Regions from separate parts of the Mus musculus genome. Here region 2 is linked to region 1. Evidence: chromatin contacts called from public promoter capture Hi-C data. All regions are on one chromosome and are shown on one strand. Each heading gives the region's core, a stretch centred on a gene start, on an enhancer-like site or on the middle of the called end of the contact. The rest is flanking DNA. Distances are from core to core; before and after follow the strand shown.

Region 1 (5,086 bases), core at 900-3,399:
AGAGATACTAAATTCAATTTTAACAACCACATGAAGGCTCACGACCATCTGTACAGCTACAGTGTGCTCATATACATAAAATAAATAAATAAATCTTTAAAAAAATAAATGATAATAAATAAATAAAACGTGGTTTAAAAACACCTGAGACTTGTGGATTTAAAAGTTCCAGTCCAACCGGGCGATGGTGGCGCACACCTTTAATCCCAGCACTTGGGAGGCAGAGGTAGGCGGATTTCTGAGTTCGAGGCCAGCTTGGTCTACAAAGTGAGTTCCAGGACAGCCAGGGCTACACAGAGAAACCCTGGCTCAAAAAACAAACAAACAAAAAAAAAAAAAACAAAGTTCCAGTCCCTGGGTGGTTAGCACTGGGGTCTGAGGTGAGACAGTGCCACGTGGTGGAACATGTGGTAGAGCAAACTTGCAGTGTGCAATAGAAAAGAGCCAAGGTCTCACCACTTCCTTTGAAGTCACTCAGCCAGTGACCAGAAGTCCTCCTGCTAGGCCTCGCCTCCCAAACTTCCCAGCACCTCTTAAGAAGACAAAGCTTCTAACACCGGGGCAACCACAGCTCCTGTGTGTCCGCAGGGCCACGGGGTAGCTTCTATTCTGTAACTGACTGTGCTTTGAACACCCGTGGTGCACTTAGGTGACTTTGTGGAGGTGGGCTCAAACAAAGAGGTTTTCCACTTCCATCCGCATATGACAACCTTAAACATGTGACACCTCTCAGGGGGTTGGGGGGTCAGTGGGGAGCATGATTGCCTAGCCAAATTCATTTTTAAGGTTCATTTCTACTGTTTTTAACTCTGTGTGTGTGTGTGCGCACGCGCTCATGTGAGTGGGGTGCCCACACACCCAAAGACAGCAGACTCCCTGTGGAACAGGCAGTTGTGAGACCCCTGATGTGGGTTCTGGGAACCATGCTGAGGTCCTCTGGAAGAGTGCTGAACACCCGGGTCATCTCACTAGCCCTAAACCAAAGTTTTTTGTTGGGAAAAAAAAAATGTATAGCATTTAAGAACAGATGGACAAGCCGGATGTAGTGGCTCATGCAAGCAATCCTAGCACTCAGTGGGCCAAGGCAGGAGCATCACCATGGTTCAAAGCTAGCCTGGGCTACATAGAGTTTCAGACCAGCCTGGGCTACTCAAACAAGAAAGCTTATGAGCAACCAGTAAAGGGAGAAAATGCGCCCCCCCCCCTACTTTGGAGTATGCCACTAGTGCCCCCTGCTGGTAGATTTTGCTTGTTAAGAGGCTCTACTTTTTTTTTAATTAAATAAATTTGTTCTTGGACAATTTGACACACAATAGGTAATGCGCAATGACATTGTCGCCCCCTATGCTATCCCATCTCTCTATTGCCTTCTTTGCACATCCCCCTCTTCCTTAAAAATACCTTTCTCGTGCTCCTGTGTTCGTTTTGTGACCCGCTGAGTCACAAACCAAGGCTGTGCCATTCTGGGTTTGGAGCTACCTGTGGGAGCCTGGTGGGCTCGGCAGTTGGTTCACAACTAAATATGGTGGTTCTTCCTCTCCAGTAGCTCAGCAGTAAAGGGTGGAGCCCGTGAGTCCCTTCTTTCATGAGGCCTCTTTGGCATGGTGGGTCTTATGCAGGCCCTCTGTAGGTAACTGCAGTTGTGAGACACAGTAGTTTTATTGTATTTACAGTGAGACCTTCACAGCCACTCACCCCATCTCTCCTCTGGCTCTCCCCTCCATCCAGAGACACCTTCTACAGTGTTCTGATGAGGTGGGGCAGGGCAAGATGCAAAACAACAACAACAAAACCACCAACAACAAAAACACTATCTTTCAAAATAGCCAAGGTCAAAATCTCTGCCTGATAAGAGCCAGGCTGCCTGTGATGGTCTTGGTTTCTGATTTTTTTTTTTTTTTTTTTTTTGGTGTGGATTTGAAAGGTCTATCTACAACACATCAGGGTCAGAAAATCATGCTGACAGCAGAATATTCTTAGTCTCAATTTGAGTTTTCTTTATTTCATGTGTTTGTTTGTTTGTTTGTCTCTTTGTTACAGGGTTTAACTTGACTCAAACTGACCTTGAACTCACCATAGTCTCCTGTCTCTCAGGTGCGTGGCAGTTTGTTTGTTCAGTTTTGTGGTCTGGGAAGGCTGTTTTGTTTATTTAAAAGTTTCGTTGCACTTATTGACTTGGGTGTGTTCGTGTGGTGTGCCTGTAGAGCTCAGAGGACAACTGGAGAGAACGTTTCTCCTACCCTGTGGATCCTCCAGTCATCAGTCTTGGCAGTAGGTGCCTTCATCCACTGAGCCTTGCCAGCCTCTTATTTTGCTGATTTTTTTTTTTTTTGAGGTATAATCTCAACTATATTCGCGTTCCCTACACTGTTTCTAAACCCCCGGACTCAAATGACCCTCCTGCCTCTGCTTACCAAGTAGCTGATACTACAGACACACAACACTAAATCCTGCTCTTAATCCAGGTTGGGGCTGTTTGCAACCTTCTGCTTCTAACTGACCGAGTGAGCGCCTAGCCATGGTGTTAGAAGGGCACAGCTAACTGGACCAGTCTCTAACAGCTTATGCCAGCCTCACTCAAGGCACAGACAGCCACCGGGCTCTTTCACTGGCCACGTGAGTCTGGAAACTTCACTATTTCCATGTTACAGACGGAAAGTTGGATGGTGCAAATATAAAGCAAATTTCCAAGATCACATAAGGAGTCAGAGGACGCGGCTAAGTTTAGAATGGAGCCCTCTGCTCTGCAGGTCAGCACATCATCTTGATTCTTTATCATCTCCTGGAGAAAAACAGGAACATGTGTGTGTGTGTGTGTGTGTGTGTGTGTGTGTGTGTGTGTGTGTGTGTGCAGGAGTCAACAAAGACAAATCTGTCTTTCTTTCTCAGAAGGAATCACATTTTGGTATGTTCCTTCCCTGAGAGGGGGGAGTGTGTGAGCTTCTGCTATTCAGTTTATTTCCTACTAACACTGTCTCCTATTTAGTTCCCTAATCTGCTGTATACACTGTAAATGGCTTTCGGTGCTCTTCTTGGTCCCTTTGTCTCTGCCCTCAGCCACTGTTTGTCCACCCTGAGGAGTGGAGCAGACCGCCATTCAGTTTCTTTCTGATCTTTGTCTTAGAGAATTTTCCCTCTGTAGGAAAGCACTTCATAAGGCTGAATCCTCCCCTTCCCCTTGGGGCTGGCTGTATCAAACAAGGGCCCGGAAGCTGCTTTTGTCTGAAGATCGGCCTCCTCACTTGCTTTTAGAAAGGAAAGGCCAGCACCTCTGCCTTCATTGTGCACCTGCCTTCTCACCTTTGCTTCGTGTGCTCGAGGGCAGGTACACCTGTTAATCACCCTAGAAAACAGGGATAGCTAACCCAGCTCAACTCCTTCCAACCTGAAGGCACAAAGATAAAGCTAGCCGACTCAATGACCACAATCCTGTTAGAGACGCTAGATGAAGGGCAGAGCCTTCCAGGACAGCCCACTCCCCATGTGAGGGCAATTAACCTCAAGGGTGGGGCAGCAGTGTGCAGCAGGAGCAACCACATCCTGAGAACTGAGGTGTCCCCAAGAAGTAAGGACTTCTTCTGACCCCTTTGCAGAGCCAAAAGTACAACAGGGATCATCGAGATGTCAGCTTTGACTAAAAAACACCAAGGCAGACTCGAGGCACAGGATCCCTTTGTCTATTCTTCCTGGCTGCTCATATGGATAAGGCCCTGATCCTGTCTGCTTTTTCCATTATTACATCTCTCATTTCAAGATGGCGGCTAAGCCTAACTCACTGGGGCTGGCCAGAGCTGGGGCTCCTGTCCTAAAATCTCATTTGTAGCCATGCAGCTCCCTGGGAGCTAAAGACTGCTTAAGAGAAGTTGCCCTTCTCAGAGACTGAGGTAAGCTACTGCAGGGGGTTTCTCTGTCTCTGGGGTTTCATCAACTTCAGAAGGCTCAAAGCTGAACAGCCTCCAGACCCTGTCCTGATGCTTGCTGCTTTCCCAGCCTGGGTAGTATCCACACACAGACTTGAAGCCACAGAAACACCCTCTCCTCCAGAGCCCACACTGTCGCATCTCTGAATGTAAGAGGGACAGGATGTAGTCATGTGTCCCTACTGTCTCCGACCAGCAGAAAAGAAGCGATGAAACTGACGTCCTTCTCAAGGCAGTTTATTCAGGAACTTCACAATGTGCAGGAAAATGAATGCCCCGACCTCTCTCGGCCATCCCCCTTTTTCCCCTCCAGTCCACTCCCCCTCAGCCCAGTCCACGTAGGCACAGTTCATTGGCTCAGGACTACATTCGTCACATCATCCGACCTTACGTCGTGGTGCATCTGCGCAATGCAGCTCAAGGTACATGGCTATCTTGAGGGATATGAGGAAGTCAGGTGCCAGTCATAAGACTTAGCAGCAGTCCCGGGCGCTATCTTGGGGCTGCGGCCACACCCACTCCTCACATCTCCCCCTTATTCTTTAAATTGGCAGAGAGAATGCCTGTCTTAGGTTGCCCCCCCCCCCCGCAACAATGCTCCTTACCCGTCATCAGGAGACAGACAACAGTGGTCTGATCCCTGTCTTAGGTTGGTAACACATCCAGGGAGTCTTACCCAACATTGACTACTTCCCTAGCATGCCAAGCCACACTTGAGGAGACTGTCCCATCTCCACAGCTGCAAAGGCTTGTATCAACAAAGCTTGATCCCTGCGATGGTGAAGTTGCATGCGGCAGATACACCAAAAGGCCAGGACACTGATGAGCACGCAGCACAGTGCCAATCCACCAATACCGACCCATTCCTTTAGGTATGACATAGCGGTGGCAATCCAATTTGCAAGTCCTTCAGCCATGGATACCTCCACCCGAGTGGAATTGATATGAACTATTCTAAAACCTCTCTTGGATCTAAACAAGTTCATAACTGAAGGGGTCTGCACGGGCCATAGTACAAATCTAGGCATTCTGGTCACAATAGCTAAAGAAAACATAGAAGCATTCCAACCAACACATACTATAAAAACAACTATCCTCCTTACACTCTACAACATCATCAAAATAACTACCATTATAAACTAAAAATACAAAAGGAGGCCAAATGC
Region 2 (5,204 bases), core at 1,372-3,871, 160 kb after region 1:
AGAAAGGATTCCAAGCACTGGAAGCTAGCTAGACAGGAGGTCCAGCAGGAGGCAGGGAGAGAGTTGGCTGTACTGACATGACAAGCCCCACCCTAAGCAAGCTGCATGGCATTTCTATGAAGAAAAGTAAACCGCTGTCCCACCTCGGGCTGCGCGGTCACAAGTGAGGCAGGGCTGGGCCCAGTCGCCATTAGGGTGGGAGGCTAGGCCCAGGTGCGGCAGGCAGGGGTGGCGCTGGCTCAGTGGCTGCAGCTCCTCACTCTGACCCAGCATGGCCCCTGTGCGGTGCTGGGGGCACAGCGAGGCCTCTGGCGCTGTTGAGCAGGGACACACACACACATACACAAAAAGAGACACACCATTAGAGGATGCGCAGCAGTGTGTAGGGGACATAGGCCAAGACCACCCAGGGTTCTGCCTCATCCCTGAAGTCAGTGCCCTGTGCCTGGTGGTCATGAAGAGCCTGTTGCCACACTCTGACCCTGGATTTCAGTTCAAGGTCAGAGTCTAGAAAATAAGAACATTCAGAGCATTAGGACCTTAAAAGCAAGGCAGGATCAACAGCTAAAGATCTCAGGCATGGTGTAAGAAGGGTCTGATGAAACAACCAGGCTTCTACACTACCATCTCACCCTGTACCTTGATGTTCTGCCCTGTTTAAAACTATGAGGGTTCCAACCCGCTTTGTATCCTCCACAGGAGGGACCTTGAGGAAAATAAAACTTCTCCTGATGGGCCAATCTTATTTTTTTAATTAATTAGTTTGTTTGCTTATTTTGGTGTGCAACTTAATCCTTAATGCAGGGAGATTTCAAGAGACTTACGGCTACCTTCAGATATAAGTTATCTCACAAGTCATCATCAGATTAAAGAAAGCAACTCAAACTTGAAAATTACGATAGCCAGAAATACAAGAAAATGTTAACCTGCTCCAACCCTAATAATAACTTAGAATTCCTAGAGGCAGGAAGCCTGACTTTGATATGTAAATCTCTTACATAATAAATACATTCCTCAAAATTCTAATGGTGGTACAAAGAAAGTCAAACTGAAGCCTATTATACAAAAGTGGAAAATGCTGGTGTGTAGCAAATTAAGAAGGAAAGGTGTTCTGCCGTGCTGGTCATGCAGATAGCACACACCCATCATCCAGCACCCTGAAGGTTGATTAGGAAGATAGCAAGTTTGCAGCCAGGCTGGCTACCCAGGGGGACTCACTTTCAGAAAGTAAAAAACAAAAAGGTTTCTGTTATGTTGACATAATGTACTGTTCTGAAGGATATAGGCTTGGAAGCCCGTTTCTACTGCATCCTAGGGCCACCAGAGCCACCTTTCTCTCTGAGTTCAGGATCCTTAGTAGCTGCCCAGCCCTAAGAAATAGAGGATGAACAGTGTAGTGTGCCTGAGATAACTTCTTGGCAGTGCCCAGGAGACTAGCAGGATCAGAAATCAGCTTCTACAAGGCCCAAACACCACTTCCTCTCCCTGAAACGTCTTCTGAATATAGAACAAAGACCCAAAGTGATCCAACACACAATCAGAACGCAGATCAGTCCTGCACAGCACAGACCCAGCCATACAAATCAAATCCTGGAGACTCTTTTGCATATGTGAGGAGAAAGTCTTACTGATGCTAACCTAGAGTGTTCCTTTCTAGGTGAAACAGAGACATCCAACCTTGTCTGGTTAATGAAATACTAAGGACTGAGCTATTATAGAGACCTGCAATTCAGTTGGTAGAAAAAGACACTGAATGCAAGATTCAGAAATAAATGATCAAGTACAAGGGTCATTTCCTCCTGGCTACTAGGTATTTGAGTCCCTGTAGGTTTGGAAAGCAGGACAATCCCTTGGCTGACTGACATTCTAGGACAAAAAAATAATCTGGCGAGACTGGCCTTGGAGTCCACGTTCCCCTAAGAACTTAAGAAGCATGGCATAGCCTTGACTAAATTCCCAGAAGACCCACAGAGCAGCCAGGGGGACCAAAAGCCCCTTTGTAAGTAACTCAATCTAGATCGAGGACGCTGTCGCCTGGGTCTCAGCCAGAGGCTGAGAACTAAGGTGCTCAGGTGTTCAGCCCCAGCACCTGCCACTCAGCTTTCGCATAAAGGTGAGGTACTTTGTTTACTCACAGCCGTGGTAGGATGCCGGCGAGCCCCCAGCCTTGCCATACTCCTGCTCTGAGTAGCTGGTAGAAAGGTTGGGCTGGCTGGAGCCACGGCCAAAGGTGATTTGGTTGCTGCCCACGCCAGTGGCCACCTGAGCCATGCGCTCTTTGGTTTTGAGAGCCTGAACTCTCTCAACCTTCAGCCGCTCCTCATCCTTGAGGAGCGCAACCAGTTGCTTTGATTTCTCTCGAACGTTAATACCCTGGTCTTTGCCATCACGGTCAATGTACTGAAAGTCCTTCAGAGTCTGTATGGCAAAGATGTTCTCACGGCACTGCTGGGCCACCCGCTCAGAACCTGTCTTGATAAGGTAGTCCAGCAGTGTCAGTGCCTTGTATACATGCCGCCAGTTCTTGCCATGGTCATTAAGTCGCTTCCAAACCATGCTCATGATCTCCGAGAACGCTACCACATTGTAGGTCAGGTCAGCAATCTCAGTCATCAGAGAGCTGGATGGGCCCCACGGGTCATTGGAGGTGGCCTCCCGGACTTTGATTTCAGCCTCTGAGTAATTGTTCACAATGTTTTTCATCTGCCGTCTGATAGATGAAGTTGTCATTTTTATCTTCTTTGTTACAAATGTGAAGCCCTTCAAGAGAAACTTTCCTGTCCCCTAAGCCTGCACCCTAGGAAGTTTCCGTGTCAGAAATGCAGATGGAACAAAATGGCCCTCCACAGTCATTTCCTCCTCCAAAGCCTCAGGTCCCAGAAGCTGGCAGCCATGCCCTAGAGAGAAAAAGAACACATTGCTTTTATAAGAAGCACTGGTGAGGATGGGAGAGCCCAAGACAAGCAGTGTACAAGAACATACCTAGTTCCATGGATACAAAAACATCCATCCTGCTTTCAAAACTAAGATCAGGTCAGAAATGCCACATGCTAAACAATAAACTCATTTAAACCTTAAGCAAACACCATGATCATTGTTCTATCTCCTAAGGTTTTTGCCGGAGTGGCTAGCTTGCAGTGGCCTATCTTTTTGTTTTGTTTTTTGTTTGTTTGTTTGTTTGTTTGTTTTTTCAAGACAGGGTTTCTCTGTTTAGCCCTGGCTGTTCTGGAACTCACTTTGTAGACCAGGCTAGCCTCGAACTCAGAAATCTGCCTGCCTCTGCCTCCTGAGTGCCGGGATTAAAGGCGTGCACCACCACACCCGGCTTTACTGCGGCCTATCTTTAATGCCAAACAAAAGCCGAATGTAGGAAAACTGAGGTACTGGGTGAGATGTCGTGATAAATGTATTTTTAACCTTTGGTGCTGGGTACTGAACTCTGGGCCACATGCATATCAACTATGTACCTCAGCACTGAGATGTACTCCTGTCCAGTCCTTAGAGTTTTCCGTGTTGGGGCAACAAAGTCTCATTTCAAAAATACCTTAAGCCTAAAATGCCTGTCTATGACTTTAAAATTGGGCTTTGGCTCATGAGCCCCTAACTGCCTAGAAAATTCTCCTTAAGTGCCATTTCTCTGTGACCCTTCCTGAGCATGAATTAGTGAAATGCTGACTGCTCTTCTATAGAAAAGCTAACAACCTACACTACCACCTTCCATTCCCCATATACCCCAGCTCTCAGGATCTTCTGACCAGGGACAAGCCTAACACCTCATCTCAGAGAGGAAAGCCGAACCCCAGAGCTGAATCACAGGCTCCAGTGCACACATCTCCTTCCTTTCTTCAGATGAACAAGAGCTAGAGTAAGGTCCACATCTCCCATCTCCAGCATGTATGGTGATCGCCATCTGTCCCATTCACAGTGAAGAGCCAGGATCCAACACTGTGCCCAACATGAAATAAACACCTGAATAAACGATATTACACTTACAAACAGTATTCCTGTCCTCAGGCCACAATCCTCATCTGTAAGATAAAGAAACAAATCTCAAGACAACTGAAGACTTGAGAGAAAACAAGGGCCCTCGGCAGCCCTGCTACAGTTGCTCAGTCCCTATGGCTTAATTCCTTGTAACAGTAGAGGTAGTTCCTTCCCATCAGAAATATAAAATACAAGGTGTGGAATCTTAAAGTTGGCTGGCTACTGTAACAGGCTGAGACCCTCCCTACAGATCCTCAGGCAGCCCAGAACCTGGCACCTAAAGTGAACCTTCCTCTCCCTGGATTGCTGTGGTGTTTCTGTCAGAGAAATACCAGACATCCCTAGTTTCTTTCTTCAAGACTCAGTTAAGCAGGCAATGGGTGCATGAAAAATAAACAAAAAGGCGACACAAAGAATACAATGGTCATTCATCACCTACAGCCACAGAGATAAGGAGACAATTCATAAAGCCTCAGCTGCCTTCTCTGCTCACTCAGATAGGCTGAGGAGCCCTGTCTGTGCCTGAGGCCAGAGCACTGACTCCATTAGATGGCGGCATGTTCTGCCTCTCTACCCATCTGTTCAGCTTTCATGAATCCCCAAAACCTGTCAGAAAACAGATAAAACCTTTTTCAGAGTGACTGTACATCTGATTTAATTAGGTTTTTCACTTGTAATTTACTGTATGCAGTAACAGGTTGGGCCTCATAGAAGAAAAAGACACCTCTGATTTCCAGTCAATCCGGATTGTAGTTCATTCCAAATATTGTCAAGTTGACAACCAGGAATAGCCACTACAATCCACCCCTTGTCAACTTGACACAAATAATATCTCATAGTCCAAGGATCTAGCAGTTACTCAGTCTCACGCAGCAAGCAGGCGAAGGAGCAAGAGCAAGAGCTAGACTCCCTTCTTCCAATGTCCTTATATTGTCTCCAGCAGAAGGTGTAGATCAGATTAAAGGTGTGTTCCACCACACCTTTAATCCCAGATGAAAGGCGTAGCCCAGATTAAAGGTGTGTTCCTTAAACTCGGAGATTCAATCTTCTGGAATCCATAGCCACTATGGCTCAAGATCTTCAAACCAAGATCCAGATAAGGATCTCCAAGCCTCCAGATAAGGGTCACTGGTGAGCCTTCCAATTCCGGATTGTAGTTCATTCCAAATATTGTCAAGTTGACAACCAGGAATAGCCACTACAATCCACCCCTTGTCAAC

The links. Capture Hi-C pulls out chosen DNA fragments and counts their contacts.
Region 2: a promoter capture Hi-C map of liver shows a contact between it and region 1. The contact joins two enhancer-like sites. A contact is called at or near these places in 1 of 39 promoter capture datasets (neutrophils), 1 of 484 Hi-C or Micro-C datasets (nephron progenitors) and 3 of 9 other capture datasets (adipose tissue, liver and pancreatic islet).

What each region holds. Positions count from the first base shown.
Region 1 is chr11:61,386,987-61,392,072 of GRCm38.p6, forward strand. Gm42081 (a long non-coding RNA gene) reads right to left here. Exons shown (of 2, transcript XR_879912.1): 2 at 4,142-5,086. Among named protein-coding and RNA genes, the nearest start is that of Gm42081, 8.3 kb to the right of the region's middle. Within about 2 kb of position 2,150, at least 2 of the 459 cell types and tissues checked have an H3K27ac peak or open chromatin away from gene starts, as enhancers often do. A contact at or near this core is called in liver, where this site is marked.
Region 2 is chr11:61,544,015-61,549,218 of GRCm38.p6, forward strand. It overlaps Epn2 (epsin 2), which reads right to left. Exons shown (of 11, transcript NM_001252188.2): 3 at 2,136-2,897; 4 at 144-314. The coding sequence starts at 2,730. Among named protein-coding and RNA genes, the nearest start is that of Epn2, 33 kb to the right of the region's middle. Within about 2 kb of position 2,622, at least 12 of the 459 cell types and tissues checked have an H3K27ac peak or open chromatin away from gene starts, as enhancers often do. A contact at or near this core is called in liver, where this site is marked.